3 separate regions of the Sus scrofa genome follow, and all the other regions are linked to region 3. The links are chromatin contacts, called in public HiChIP or PLAC-seq maps. All regions are on one chromosome and are shown on one strand. The core of a region is the stretch at or near the end of the contact, and the rest is flanking DNA. Distances in the headings are between cores, read along the strand shown. Region 1 holds the start of LOC100156248 (serpin B8). Region 2 overlaps BCL2 (apoptosis regulator Bcl-2). Region 3 holds the start of VPS4B (vacuolar protein sorting-associated protein 4B).

The links. HiChIP or PLAC-seq counts read pairs in DNA pulled down with a chosen protein or histone mark.
Region 1: a contact with region 3 is called in an H3K27ac HiChIP or PLAC-seq map of skeletal muscle, with 4 times the contacts expected there. The contact joins the promoter of LOC100156248 here to the promoter of VPS4B in region 3. A contact is called at or near these places in 1 of 5 promoter capture datasets (fetal skeletal muscle), 5 of 47 Hi-C or Micro-C datasets (heart right ventricle, liver, mesenteric adipose tissue and 2 more) and 2 of 2 datasets of contacts at active chromatin or transcription factors (alveolar macrophages and skeletal muscle).
Region 2: a contact with region 3 is called in an H3K27ac HiChIP or PLAC-seq map of skeletal muscle. The contact joins the enhancer-like site here to the promoter of VPS4B in region 3. A contact is called at or near these places in 2 of 5 promoter capture datasets (fetal liver and liver), 5 of 47 Hi-C or Micro-C datasets (alveolar macrophages, embryonic fibroblasts, liver and 2 more) and 1 of 2 datasets of contacts at active chromatin or transcription factors (skeletal muscle).

Annotation. Positions count from the first base shown.
Region 1 is chr1:157,833,970-157,838,208 of Sscrofa11.1, reverse strand. It overlaps LOC100156248 (serpin B8), which reads left to right and starts at 1,287. Exons shown (of 7, transcript XM_003353447.4): 1 at 1,287-1,438.
Region 2 is chr1:158,508,413-158,513,242 of Sscrofa11.1, reverse strand. The region is part of intron 1 of BCL2 (apoptosis regulator Bcl-2); the gene reads right to left. Among named protein-coding and RNA genes, the nearest start is that of BCL2, 170 kb to the right of the region's middle. Within about 2 kb of position 1,477, at least 12 of the 83 cell types and tissues checked have an H3K27ac peak or open chromatin away from gene starts, as enhancers often do. A contact at or near this core is called in skeletal muscle, where this site is marked.
Region 3 is chr1:158,230,369-158,234,912 of Sscrofa11.1, reverse strand. VPS4B (vacuolar protein sorting-associated protein 4B) reads right to left here and starts at 1,874. Exons shown (of 11, transcript XM_003121699.5): 1 at 1,594-1,874. The coding sequence starts at 1,620.

The sequences.
Region 1 (4,239 bases), core at 38-2,537, 400 kb after region 3:
CCACAAATTACAAAGCTAGAAGGGGTGTGGAGAAAAGGGAACCCTCCTGCACTGTTGGTGGGAATGTAAGCTGGTACAACCACTACGGAGAACAGTGTGGAGGTACCTTAGAAAACAATACATAGAACTACCATATGACCCAGCAATCCCACTCTTTGGCATATATCCAGACAAAACTCTCCTTAAAAAAAGACACATGCACCCACATGCTCATTGCAGCTCTATTCACAATAGCCAAGACATGGAATCAACCCATAGGTCCATTGATAGATGATTGGATTAGGAAGATGTGGTATGTATACATAATGGAATGCTACTCAGCCATAAGAAAGAACAAAATAATGCCATTTTCAGCAACATGGATGGACCTAGAGACTCTCATCCTGAGTGAAGTAAGTCAGAAAGAGAAAGACAAATACCATATGATATCACTTATATCTGGAATCTAATGTACGGTACAAATGGACCTTTCCACAGAACAGAAACACATGGACTTGGAGAACAGACTTGTGGTTGCCAAGGGGGAGGGGGAGGGAGGATAGACTGGGAATTTGGGGTTAATAGATGGAAACTATTGCCTTTGGACTGGATAAGCAATGAGATCCTGCTGTATAGCACGGGGAACTATAACTAGTCACTTATGATGGAGCATGATAACGTGAGAAAAAGAAATGTATACACACACATACACACACACACACACGCACGCACACATATGTGACTGGGTCACCTTGCTATAGAGCAGAAATTTGACACAACATTGTAAACCAGCTATGATGGAAAAAATAAAAATCATTTAAAAAATAAAAAATAAACAAAAAATAAACTGATTAAAAAACCACACACACACACACACACACACACAGACGCACACAATGGGTCTTCAAATTAGGTGTTTCAAAGCTTTACTCTAAGATTAAAACACGCACCTATAAATTCGTGTTTGATATCGGTAACGCCTGCTCGAAAATTGTTTTGAAGGATGTCCTACCAAAATAGTTTGGAAACGACTAGCTTTAGGAATTCTGGTTTTGCTTTTAGTTAATTTTCAAAGTGGAGTCTCAGTTTTGAAAACACTCTACCATACATGCGTTAAACACGGAGACCGAACATGCTAACCCAGGAAAACAAACCAGTCTCCGAGGGGGTAAAGCCTTCCCCAGACACCCTCTGAGGACCAGGCAATTGTCTCCTCCGCCAAGCCTTCGGCTCTCAGGCCTAGGCCAGAGGATGCCGGCGAGGCACAGCCTCCACCCAGGGTCTGGCCTGGGGATGAAGGAATCAGAGATTGCACTGCCTGCTGCAGTCTCCCACTGGTGTTCTGAGTCACCGCCGGAAGCCTTGCCCGAAATCAAAGCGGAGGCGAAGCATGCACTAAACTGGAATAGCAGCCGCAGCCGCCGCCGCCGCCGCCGCCGCAGCAGCAGTAATCTCCCAGGTACCCGGGCTGGGAGGGCTCTCGAACCCTCGGATTCCCAAAGCGACCGCCTCTAGCTTAGAGCTCCAGCCGAGCCTGGGGAGAAGGGAGGGAGGAAGGCCAGAGACAGACAGTGGGAGCGGGGCGGCGGGGAAATGGGCGTAGAGAGGACTAGAGGAACACGACGGCGGCGGTTATCCAGGAAGGAGGGCTGCGGAGCTGGGATCGCCTCGGACCCCTCTCCTCTACCCCCCGGCACTCTTTCCCCCTGGCCCGCTTTGTCTGGGGCTCTAAGGTTAGTCTCCGAGGCCCAGGCTCCGAGGACCCAGTGCAGGAGCTTGGTGCGCAGACCCGCCCTGGGTCAGAGGGTGGACCCCGGAGTGGGAGTGACACAGGGCCTGTTGACGCCACCGTGCTGCGACTGATTTGCTGGAAGTGAAGGCGCGGCCTGTAATCCAAGCCTGGGCTGTGGAAACTTTTGGGAGAGTGAGGGGGGCAGCGCAGGGTGCAGCCGTCTAGCCCAGAGTTTCTATGGAGCCTTGGGCAAGTTCCGGGATGTGCTGGGTCAACGTCACTTCCAGCACCTCTGCGAGTTCCCTCTGCGATCCAGCTTATTGGGTGTACCTCTCCTCTCTCCTCTGCTCTTTCCTCCTTCTCTCTGTCCCTCCCTCCCTTCCCTCTCTTTTTCTTTACATATTTATTGCATTTCTTTTTTCTTTTTTTCACATCTTTCATCTGTTCTTTATTGCCTGCTTCCGCTCAAGCTGGAAAAAACAAATAACAAAACAAACCCCAAACCCATATTCTGATTTGTCTCCTCCTCCGCAGGCACAGTAGTTAACTGAATCAATTCCACACTTTCCAGGTACTTATCAGCCCTCTGGCTCCTACTTCTCTCTGTCCAGGATTTTCTAGCCCAAATGGCCTCCTCCTGGGTCCAGCCTGGGTGCTACCCTCCTGTCCTCCTCCTCCAGCTCTGGCCACTTCCTGCCCCTGCTTCCCTAAGAACATCCCTGATTGTTGGTCTCAATCCCTTGTCGTTTTCCTCTCTCTACCTGTAAAAATTCCCTAGAACAGGGTGGATTTTTTCCCCCTTATTCCACCAATTTGTACATTCTAAGTAATTTCATCCATTCACTTAGAAGCTCCTGGAATCAGGGTGCTGATGGCTCCCAATCTCTCCATCTAGAACCTCCACTCATTTTAAGTCTCCTACTTATGGTTACCAACATCCCTTGGCTGTCTTGTTTATGAGATCCCTGGGAAAGGTATGTTCCACTTATCTCAAATGGAAGGTAGCACCTTCCTCATTCCAAGCTAGCTGCTCAAATAAACCTCCTGTGATTCATGGCCCACTCTGAACAAATTCATTCTGGGTGTGTGTCCGGGGTTGGGGAGTGGAACAGGAGTGGAGGAAGGCATTCAAAGCCACCAGGAGAATGATGCTGCATATAGTTGGCCCTCCCCTCTATCAGTGGTTCTGCATCTGCAAAGTCAACCAGTGGCAGATTTAAAATATTTGAAAAAAATTCTAGAAAGTTCCAAAAAACAAAATTTGAATCTATTTCCTTTCACTACTATTTACACAGCATTTACATTGTATCAGGGATTATAAAACATCTAGAGATGATTTAAAGTGTACAAGAGGATTACAGGTTGGACAAGAGGCTTGTAGGTTAGATGCAAATACTACATCATTTTATATAAGGGACTAGAGCATCCTGAGATTTGGCATTGGAGGGGGTCCTGGAACCAATCCTCAGTGGATACTGAGGGACAACTACTTGAAAGCAGAAGGCTTGCTCTTTTGGGTGAATCTGTTAGTTTTTTTATGAGACCTGAATATAGTATTTAATTGTCCTGACCTTGATGGTTCATCTGTAGAAAGACAACTAATTTAATGCCATTTTATTGGCTGGGAATCAAATCTTTTCACTGGTGTGAACTGGGTCACATCTGAGAGGTGCACTTGTTTGTGACTGTGTGTGAAGGTGTGTCAGTGCTATGGAGGAGATGCTAATGGAAATACTCTGCTGCTGACCAGCACCTAGATGTTGAGATAGATGGAGGTGAGCAAATGAGAGGAAGAAGGAATGATAGGAGAAAGCAGAAACAGACATTTGCAATTAAGAGCAGTTAAAATGTAAAGATGAAATTGATGTGATATTCTAGTTCATTCTTTTGCCAGACTGGACAACCACACACACACACACACACACACACACACACACTCACTCACTCACTCACTCACTCACCAGCCTAAGCTTATACTTGCCTCACCCTGGCTCCTGTGAAACAAAGAATGTTGCCCACCATCCAGTTCTACAAGGATCAAGTCATTAGCTGACCTACAGTGCACTGTGAAAAGAATTCAGAACAAGAGACAGGATGAGGCACTTTGTGCTTTGGGAAAACAAGTTTCTTAGGTAGAGATATGTCAGGAATTTTTTTTTTTTTTCTTTTTAGGGCCATACCTGTGACATATGGAAGTTCCCAGGCTAGGGGCTGAATTGGAGCTACAGCTGCTGACCCATGCCACAGCCACAGCAACTCGGGATCTGAGCCAAGTCTGCGACCTACACCACAGTTCACAGCAATACCAATCCTTAACCCACTGAGCGAGGCCAGGGATCAAACGCACATCCTCATGGATACTAGTTGGTTTCGATTCTACTGCACCACAACAGGAACTCTCACAGGAAAAAATGTTTAGTGAAACCAGATTCTTGCATCTTCCTCTACATAGGAAAGCACTAAAACAACTACTGAGATACCTGATCGTCATGATTGTCAGGAACTTTTCACCAAGATGTATGCCTGAC
Region 2 (4,830 bases), core at 228-2,727, 280 kb before region 3:
GACAAGGTGTCATCTTTGCTTCCTAGTGGTATGCATGGTCTTGGTATGTAGGTGCTTAATAAATGTTTACTCAATTAACAAGTAAAGTTTTCTGAAGCCAATCATTGGTTTGAATTTTGTGTTGGGCCTAATACTTCACCCAGATGCTTACTCTGCCTGCTTGAAATCATCCCTTCTACATACCACAACTTCTGAGAATCTTGCAGTAGTCTCAAAGGTAAGAGTTTAAGGTATCATTAAGGGAACTTTCCACATTGTTAAATATATATGTACACAATTATTTTTCCTGACTGCATAATATTCCATCGATATATCATATATCTGGGTTGTTCTTTATTCAACCAATTCTTTATTTGGATTGTTTAAAATTTTTGCCATCCATCATAAACAACATTATGATACATGTTTGTATGTAAATTATTGTCTACTTGTTTGGATTTTTTTTTTTGAGACAAATTTCCAGAGGTGAACTCAGAAGACCAGTCATCAAAATTGCTTCCCATAGTCACAAACGGTTTGTGCTGAGCCATCCTTGCTTTCTCCCTGTGACCATGGCACCTTTTTGAAAAGACAGGCAAGGGTTTGGGTCAACAGTTCTCACTGGAGATGGTCTTGCACCCCACCCCCGCAGGGGACCTTTGACAATCCCTGCAAACATTGTTGGTAGTCACAGACTGGAGTAAGGATGTTACTGGCATCTAATGGGTCGAGGCCAGGGATGCTGTCCAGTGACCGACAATGCACAGGACTGCCCTCACCACAAAGAATTATCTAGCCCAACATGTCAATAGTGCTGAGGCTGAGAAACCCTGTGAACAAAGGTTTAGAAGAAACTCTGTGATCACAGCCCATAGAAGACCCAATGGTCAATCTAGTGTGCCAACAGTTTTCCTTAAATCAGCACAAGATAAGTTAGCCTGGACAAGTAACTGCTCCCTCCCCAACAAGTGCAGGAGCTCTACCTTCAGATGTACTGGGTTAACTTTACCAGGAGAGGGCGCAAGGGCTTTCTTTCTTAACCTGCTTAAATTTTCCAAGTTTGAGCCTTAGTGCAAAGCAAGGCAATAGACATAAATGAAGTATGGGCTTAATGCCCTTAAAGCAGAACTAATAATCATGATTGTTTGTCAAGACACCTACCTTCTCTCTGTAAAAGTGGAATAAATGGGGCAGAAAGGATCAGGATCTACTTAGAGAAACTGCCTCTTACAAAGTGCATCCCAGGATCACACGGACATACAGCAATCATCTAACATCCCTTCCCCTCCATGCTGTTCTCTCTGAGGGATGGGCGGGCTGGAACCCCTAATAGCCCAGCCAAAGGAGGCCCAAATTCCTAGGAGTGCTGGCCCTGGGCCTTATGCAGTTTGGCTTGACATTGAGAGGGTCAGTGGTTGGATCCTGTATCCCCTTGGTTATTAATGGAGTTTTCTGAGGCAGAATAGGAAACAGACTAAGGCCTTGGCCTTCTGCCCTTTCTGGCCTAAGAGCCACCCTGGAAAAGTGCAGGAAGAAAGGGCAATCTCAGGCTGCTCTGCCTGATGCACGTACCAGTGGGAAGAAACACCCCTCCAAATACCTCCCCCTCTCTGGGCTGGACTAATTCCCTCTCCCAAGCTCTGGCCCCTCATGTAAATAACTGTGTTTCTAATGGACCTAATGGCCCACTTCTGATGTGCACTGGAAGGAAAAACTCACCTCTAAAGTGGGATGAGCTAAAGTGGCATCTCTTAATCCAAAGAATGAGCACAGAGACGCTGACACAGCCCCCAAGAGTCTGGGGACTAGTTCTGAACTTGGGGGGAGGTGGTCTGTGTGAAATCCCAGCTTTGACATTTTATTGCTTATGACCTTGAACAAATTACCCCTCCTTGAGCCTCATTTATTTCACCCAGAAAATTGGTTGTTGTGAAGATAAACGTAGGTGACTCAAAGCCATTTGTAAATGTGGCCCGGAGTGTGAACTATTGGAGGCATTAACTCACTCTCTGTTCTGTCCTCTTGCAAACCTGCTACATCCCTCCTTAAACCACCCTTCCCTCCAGATGGTCTACAGAACCTGCTAGTTCCAGAAGCACTTTAGTAGCTCCCTCTAAGGTGTCTCTTCCTTCCTTCCTTCCGTGTTCTCTTCCTCCCCCCCACCCCCACCCCCCGCCTTCCTTCCCTTGGTGATTTCTATAGAAATTGTGAATTAAAATGTATACATGATGTGCTTTGATGGAAGATTGGAAGCAATAACACACGCTCAACTCTACTTCCTCATAAATTATTAAGTCACGTTGTAGGGCCGAGGTGTGCCCTGAGATCGAATCTGTCCTTTACAGTTTGCCATCTATGATTCTAAAGTGTAAAACAGACCCTGTGGTTTCAGGCATGAAGATCCTAAAAGCTACTTTCATGGAGAGTCTTCTCGCTTTTCCAAACATCCTGATTAGGGTGATTTCCGAAGTCTGTTTGAACAGTCTGTCATTATTTGTTTAAGTTTGAAAGCTGTTTTAAATAAACACATGCTCATTTTATGTATTAAAAGCAACAAAGGGGGAAAAAGAAAACCTGGGACATCATCACGTGACTCGGACCAAATCCCAATCTATATATTTGGGAGGCACAGCAGCCCCTGCTCGTGTCAGGACTGGTGAGGGCTCTGTCCCGCCTCGGGGGTGCACACAGAGATCAGTGATCCATGGGGATCACCTCCCTCGTGACAACCTTATAAAAACAAAAAAGGCAAACCATAGTAACGCAAAACTGAGCTGGATGTTACTTCCACGGAAGTTCAGATTGCCTGCACCATATAGTAAAGATAGCACCCTCTTTTCAGGAGTTCCCGCTATTGCTTAGTGTAAATGAATCCTGACTATATCCATGAGGAAGCGGATTCGATCCCTGGCCTTGCTCAGTGGGTTAAGGATCTGGTGTCCCCACAAGCCACGGCGTAGGTCTCAGATGCAGCTCGGTTCTGGCATTGCTGTAGCTCCAATTTGACCCCTAGCCTGGAAACTTCCATATGCTACACCCGAGGCCATAAAAAAGCAAAAAAATAAAGTATTGCCTTTTTACATAGATGGGAGAAATGAAATGTAGACAGGTAAATTACTCACGGCACACACTAATAAGCCTAGAGGAGCTGGAGAGGGATGGGGCTGGGCTGTCGTCTCCAGCCTCTCGGGCTGGTGGGGTTAGAATACCAGCCAGTACTTGGTTTTATCTCCCTAGGCCCCTCCTCCTCCTTGCCTGCAACTGGCTTCCTCCCATCCCAATCTTCCTCTGTGCCCTGACCTTGATCCATTTCTCCCCCCACCCCCCGCCACCTCTGGCCTCCAGGTGTTGCTGACAAAGATTGCCCAACCATGTTGACTGGGCCGTCTCTCAATTTATGGGCTCCACACTCAGAGAGTTCTAGAAAGCACTCGGCACTCAGCACTCCCTTGCCCGGGATCTCGCCTCTGTTTCTTTCCATGACGATTCCAAACAGCAACTCTTTTCTCATGTGTTACCTGCACTGTTTAGCAGTCACCTCTTTCTTTGAGCAAATCGGGCTGTTGGGCGGGAATTACTGCAGCTTCCTACCTGGGTGCCCCCATCAACTCACATCTCTGTCTGTCCTCCCCGCTCCTTTCCACCGCACACTTGTTCCACTCATCCTCCATCAATTATCCCTGCTCACAACTATATTGTCAACCTCATCCTCCTTCTGTCTTTTTCCTTGGCCTATGAATGTTCAGATTTGCTCAGAATGTCCACACCGATGCCGGGTTCCATCCTGAAAGTTATCTCCTCTGCCTTGCCCTCCAAGATAAACTGATCACCCACCTACATCGGTGGCCTTTCCACCCACACTTTAATCCACTCGGCCTGGCTGCTTCCTCCACTGTGCTTCTGAAACCAACCCCTAGAGACCACCAATACCGTCCATGTGGCTAAATCCCCTGGAGGCTCTGCAGATCATATGTGATTGGTGCTTTGATGTGCTGGACACTGAGATCAAGGTAAGTGTTTACCTCCTGGAGGGGTGTGTGTGTGTGTGTATTTTTTTTTTAAGGCCTTACCCTTGGCGTATGGAAATTTCCAGTCTAGGGATTGAATTGGAGCTGCATCTGCTGACCTACACCACAGCCACAGCAACACTGGGTCCTTAACCCACTGAGCAAGGCCAGAGATTGAACCTGCATCCTCATGGTTACTAGTTGGGTTCTTAACCTGCTGAGCCACAATGGGAGCTCCCCTCCTGGAGAATTTTTTTCTCTGTCCCTTCATGGGCACCTTGTCTGTTTGCCCTGATAAGTACTTGATGCTCCTGAGCTTTCATCTGGATTGTCTTCTCTCTCTTCAGCTAATCTCCTTCACAGTCATGGTCACAAGCACCATCCTTATGATGACGTCTCTGAAACCTTTACATATGGCCCCACTTGCTCCCCTGACTGCCCGGTTCCTGTTCCAATCGCTTTCTTAGATGTCCCACCAGAAGTTACAGGGCAGCCTGTCCAACCTGGGGCCATCACAGCCCCTCCAGCAAGCCTGCCTCTCTTCCTGCCTCTACCGTATTCATACTGTCAAGTAAGCGCACAGCCCAAAGATCTCCTAGAGAGATTCTCCCCTTCACCCCCATCCAATTCACTCACTGGTAAATCCCACAGTCTTAGGTTGGGTTCTCCCAGCGGCAGACCCTAAGAAAAAGACTGGAGTGTGAACAGTTTATGTGGAAGGTGATCCCAGGAAACACCAGAAGGGAGTGGGGAAGTAAGACGGAAAAGGGAATGTGGTCATGAGTTACCTTATCAAGCAAGTCTCTGCTGCTGGCAACTGGAACTCAATCCTGCTGGGAAACCC
Region 3 (4,544 bases), core at 625-3,124:
CAACAACTGATAAAATTATAACTCATTATAGCTCCCTGTTTAACACTAGCAACTATGCCTTTAACATGGGTCTATCTTGAGCTGATTCGCTGAAGAACATCTACAGTCCAATTCAAATATGATACAACTGATTATAGAACGAAACTGCAAATCTAGCAAAAAAAAAAAATGAGTAAAGAGATGAAAATTGCATTGCAGAATGCCCAAATCACACGCAGTCTTGACAAATGAAAAGATGGTGGATTATGTATAAAATAGATGAGCAACAAGGATATATTGTATATAGCACAGGAAATTACAGCCATTATCTTATAATAACTTTTAATGGAGTGTAATCTGTAAAAATACTGAATTACTATGCCGAACACCTGAAACTAATATGACATTGTAAATAAACTATACTTCAAAAGAAAAAGTTTTTTTTTTTTTTTAAAAAGATGATGGAATGAAACTATGCAGTTAACTGTTCACAAACCAGTAAGGATAAAGGCAAGATGGGCACTTCAAAAGACATAAAACATTTTTATAATATTTTTGGTCGATTTTCAAGATAAAAGTCCCAAACAAGCACCCCAACCCTCTTTTTGGTGACTGTCTCAAAAATTTCTCATCTGGGAGTTCTCCTGCTGGCTCAGCGGAAACGAATCCAGCTAGTATCCACAAAAATCAGGGTTCGATGCCTGCCTCGCTCAGTGGGTAGGGCATCCGGCGCTGTGGTGAGCTGTGGTGTAGGTCGCAAACACGGCTTGGATCCGGTGTTGCTGTGGCATAGGCGCGCAGCTGTAGCTCCGATTCCACCCCTAGCCTGGGAACGTCTATATGTCGCGCGTGCGGCCCTAAAAAGCAACAACGACAACAACAAAATTCTCATCTCAGTGAACCCCATTCCACAGAGATCTAACAAGTCTAAAATCTTAAAATTACAGGATTTATTTACCAAACACGGAGCTCACTATGGTAGGGATGGGAAGGTGAAGTCACAAAAGAGTTTAAGAATATTCTCTGATCTTATATACTACATTTTGGGAGCTGTGAGTGCACATGAATGCGGAACTCAATGAATTCACCGATTCCTCTAAATTCGAGCCTGTTTGCACGTTTCTATTCACCTGACAGCTCTCGAAAAGAAAGGTTTTCCTATACAAACTTGAGAAACTAGGAGAGAAGTCGGACCACCCTACTTTCAACTAATCCAGAGCAGTCGGTGCTTTGGATACATTACAATCTTTCCTTTCTCCCTTACACTGATTGGAGCTTCTGCGCCTCTCGTTCAAATCTGTGCCCAGTTCAGTTTAAACTCGGCTGGCTTTCAAAGGAAAAAAAAAAAGCCACTTCGCCCCCCCCCCAAACAAAAAAAAAAACTTAATGAAAATCAAGACTCCCACAAAATCACTGGGCTTGGGAGACCCCGGAAGCTGGCAGAAAGGGCCTGACCTGCCCACCTGCCGCCCGACGCCGGCACAGCCCTCCTCCGTCAGGCCAGAGGGGCGCGGCCGCTTCCTCTCTCCTCCTTGCCCCCTAACTTCACCCCACACCCTACGCCCCGCGCCCCCCTCGGCTTTGGCTCTCCAGGGGGAGGGAGAAAAGTGATACCTGGAGGTTGGGCGAGGTGGATGCCATGGCGGAAAGGCGATTCCCCGAAGAGGAAGGGAGGCAGAAGACAACAGCAGCAACGCCGAGTCAGGCCCGGAGTTACCCCTAAACGTGCGTAGGCTGGCTGCTCTCAAACCCCCAACAGCGGCCTCCTTTCCGCAACTTATTTGAAAACAGCACCGCGATCTCAAAGCCGCCCGACCCTCCTTACAAAACTTCCGCAATCCTGAACTCCCACCTCCGGCCTTAGAACTTCCGCTTTCGTCATCAACATGCGCACCACCCTGTCCCGAGCCATCCGGGTCTTGCCTCAGTCCCAGGCCTCGCGAGACCGGGAGAGAGGTCCCTGAAGCCTACCCGAGGCCTGGCGGAAGTCAGCCAGCGCGCAGACGCACTGAGACTCCGGCCTGGGGCTGAGGGGCTCTCTGGGGGCTGAGAATCCTTCGGTGTTCTTCCTTTTCCTGATGTCTAATGCTGTTATTAGCTCTGGCTCCTTTCACTCCAGGTCATGGAGCGCGCTCTGTCGGGCTGTGGATGCTGTATGAAAAAAGTGATCCAGTCTTGGTTGGGGACTTTGGGCCCCTTAACACTTACTCTTATGTAAAATGGGGGGAATTACAGTGCCTAACTCCGGGTTGTGAAGAATGCTGGCGCTGCATGGTTAGGCGCATTGCACAGGGATAAGCGAGCGGGAAGGTCTGAGTATGCGTTGGAACTTGTTACTGCTCACGCTTTACAGTTTATCCAACGAACATTTCCCCAACGGTCATTGTCAAGGCTCTAGGAGGCCCGGAGAACTTTAGTAAAAGTTATGTATGGCTGCTGTCTTCAAAGGCATTATGGTAGTCCAATGGGGATGCAGGCTGCTGCACCCAACTCTTATCAGATATTACTTATTCCAGTTATTGTTACAAGGAAAGTTAATGGCCTGAGAGGTTAAGTGCTTTATATGTGATCACAGAAGTCGGGGATTATTGGCAGAACTAAAGACCCTTTTTTCTGTTGTTTGCAGCCACAGTCCTGTTTTTCTTCATCCTTTCTTAGTTTAGCTTCCTAATCCTTTCTAATCACCTGGCGTCTCCTAAATGAAGTACTTCCCTCCCCCACCCCCTTTTTTGACCTCCCTGGTGGCAGGAACCTGAGCTGCAGCAGTGACTAGGCTGAATCCTCACTGCTAGGCCACCAGGGAACCCCCCTCCTGCTTTTTATTGGTATTGTCACTACCCGGTTATTGAAATCTCTTCTGCATAGTGTCCTAGTGTCCTTTCTCTATCCTCTTCACTTTCTACCATTCTTAATTCCTAAGGGTAGAATTTCCTCAAGAGTGCGGCATCCTCTTTCATACTACTCAATCTCTGCTCCTCTTACCGTTTCCTGGGCTCCAGATAACAACAGGATAGAAATGGCTTCCAATGTCAATCTCCAGGCCAGGGTGTGTTCTGCCCAGTATTTAACAGTTCACTCCCAGAGATCTCCAAAAACTGTATAGTTTCCCCACAAGACAAATTCAACACATTGAAAGCCAAATTAATTATACCTCATACTTCCTTCTCTGTCTTGCCTTCTCAGAAGGATATCACCAAATCTCTGTCATCCAGGTTCAAAGATAAAGCCCTCTGCCTGCATCTACCAATGCTTCTTCTCACTCCTCTGTCCCCTTTCAGTTACTGGTAAAATAATGTAAGGACTCCAGCCCTTAGAATGTGAGCACATTGTAGACACTAAATGAAAGTTAAACTATTAAACTGAGCTGCTTAAAATAACTCTCTGGTTCCTTAGTGACTTTTAGACTTGCTTTTGCCTGAAGGTACAACCAGACTCCAATTTACCTTTCAATTCAATCTCTAAAGTTTTACTGAACACCCACTAAACAAAAGTCCACTAGGTATTAGGAAACTTTGAAGATGAATAAGATATGGTCCTTGCCATTTAGGAGTTTACAATTTAGTGGGAGAAATAGACATGTAATGATGAAAAGAGAATTCATTGAGTTATTTATTGAGTAATACCATATGCCAGGGTACTTTAGATGCTGGATATGAACCAAATAATCAAACATTCCTCTTTTATCACCAATACAGAAATAAATCATGTTGATATCATGTACCCTGCCCTCAAATATGCAATGAGAAGAGTATCATCTGTGGTATTTTAGAAAGTTCTTAACCTACATTTCATCATGAGAAAATGCCATAAAAACACAAATTGAGTGTTTTTTTAAAAAATAAATAAATAAATAAAACTTCTACAAAATGCCTAACCAGAATTTTTAAAAAATGTCAAAGAGTTCCTGTGCGGCTCATCATGTAAAGGATCCAGCATTGTCACTGCAGTGGCTGAGGTCACTGTTGTGGCACAGGTTCAGTCCCTGGCCCGGGAACTTACACCTACTCCAGGTGCAGCCAAAAAACAAAACAAAACAAAACCCTCAAACCAAAAAATTTCAAACTCATGAAAAACAAGAAAAGACTGAAAATCTTATCACCAACTGCAAGATACTCAAGAGGCTGACAACTAAATGCAATATGGGATCTTGGACAGCATCCGGGAACAGAAAAAGAGTGGAAAATTGATGAAATCTGAATAAAGTCTGTATTTTAGCTAATAGTATTATACTGATGCCGATTTCTTAGTTTTGATAAATATGCCATGGTTATTTAAGATTTTGGCAGTAGGGGATGTTCAGTGGGAAGTATATAGGAATTCTTGACATTCTCCCTGTGGCCCAACAGGATCGGCAGCATCTTCAGAGTGCTGGGACACTGGTTCGATCCCCAGCTGGCACAGCAGGTTAAGGATCTGGCATTGCTACAGCTGCAGCATAGGTCACAATTGCAGCTCAAATCTGCTCCCTGGCAGAGGAACTCCATTTGTGGTGGGGCAGCCAAACAAGAAAAAAAGAGTATACAAGAATTCTTTATGTCTTTGCAACTCTTGTAAATATTATTTTA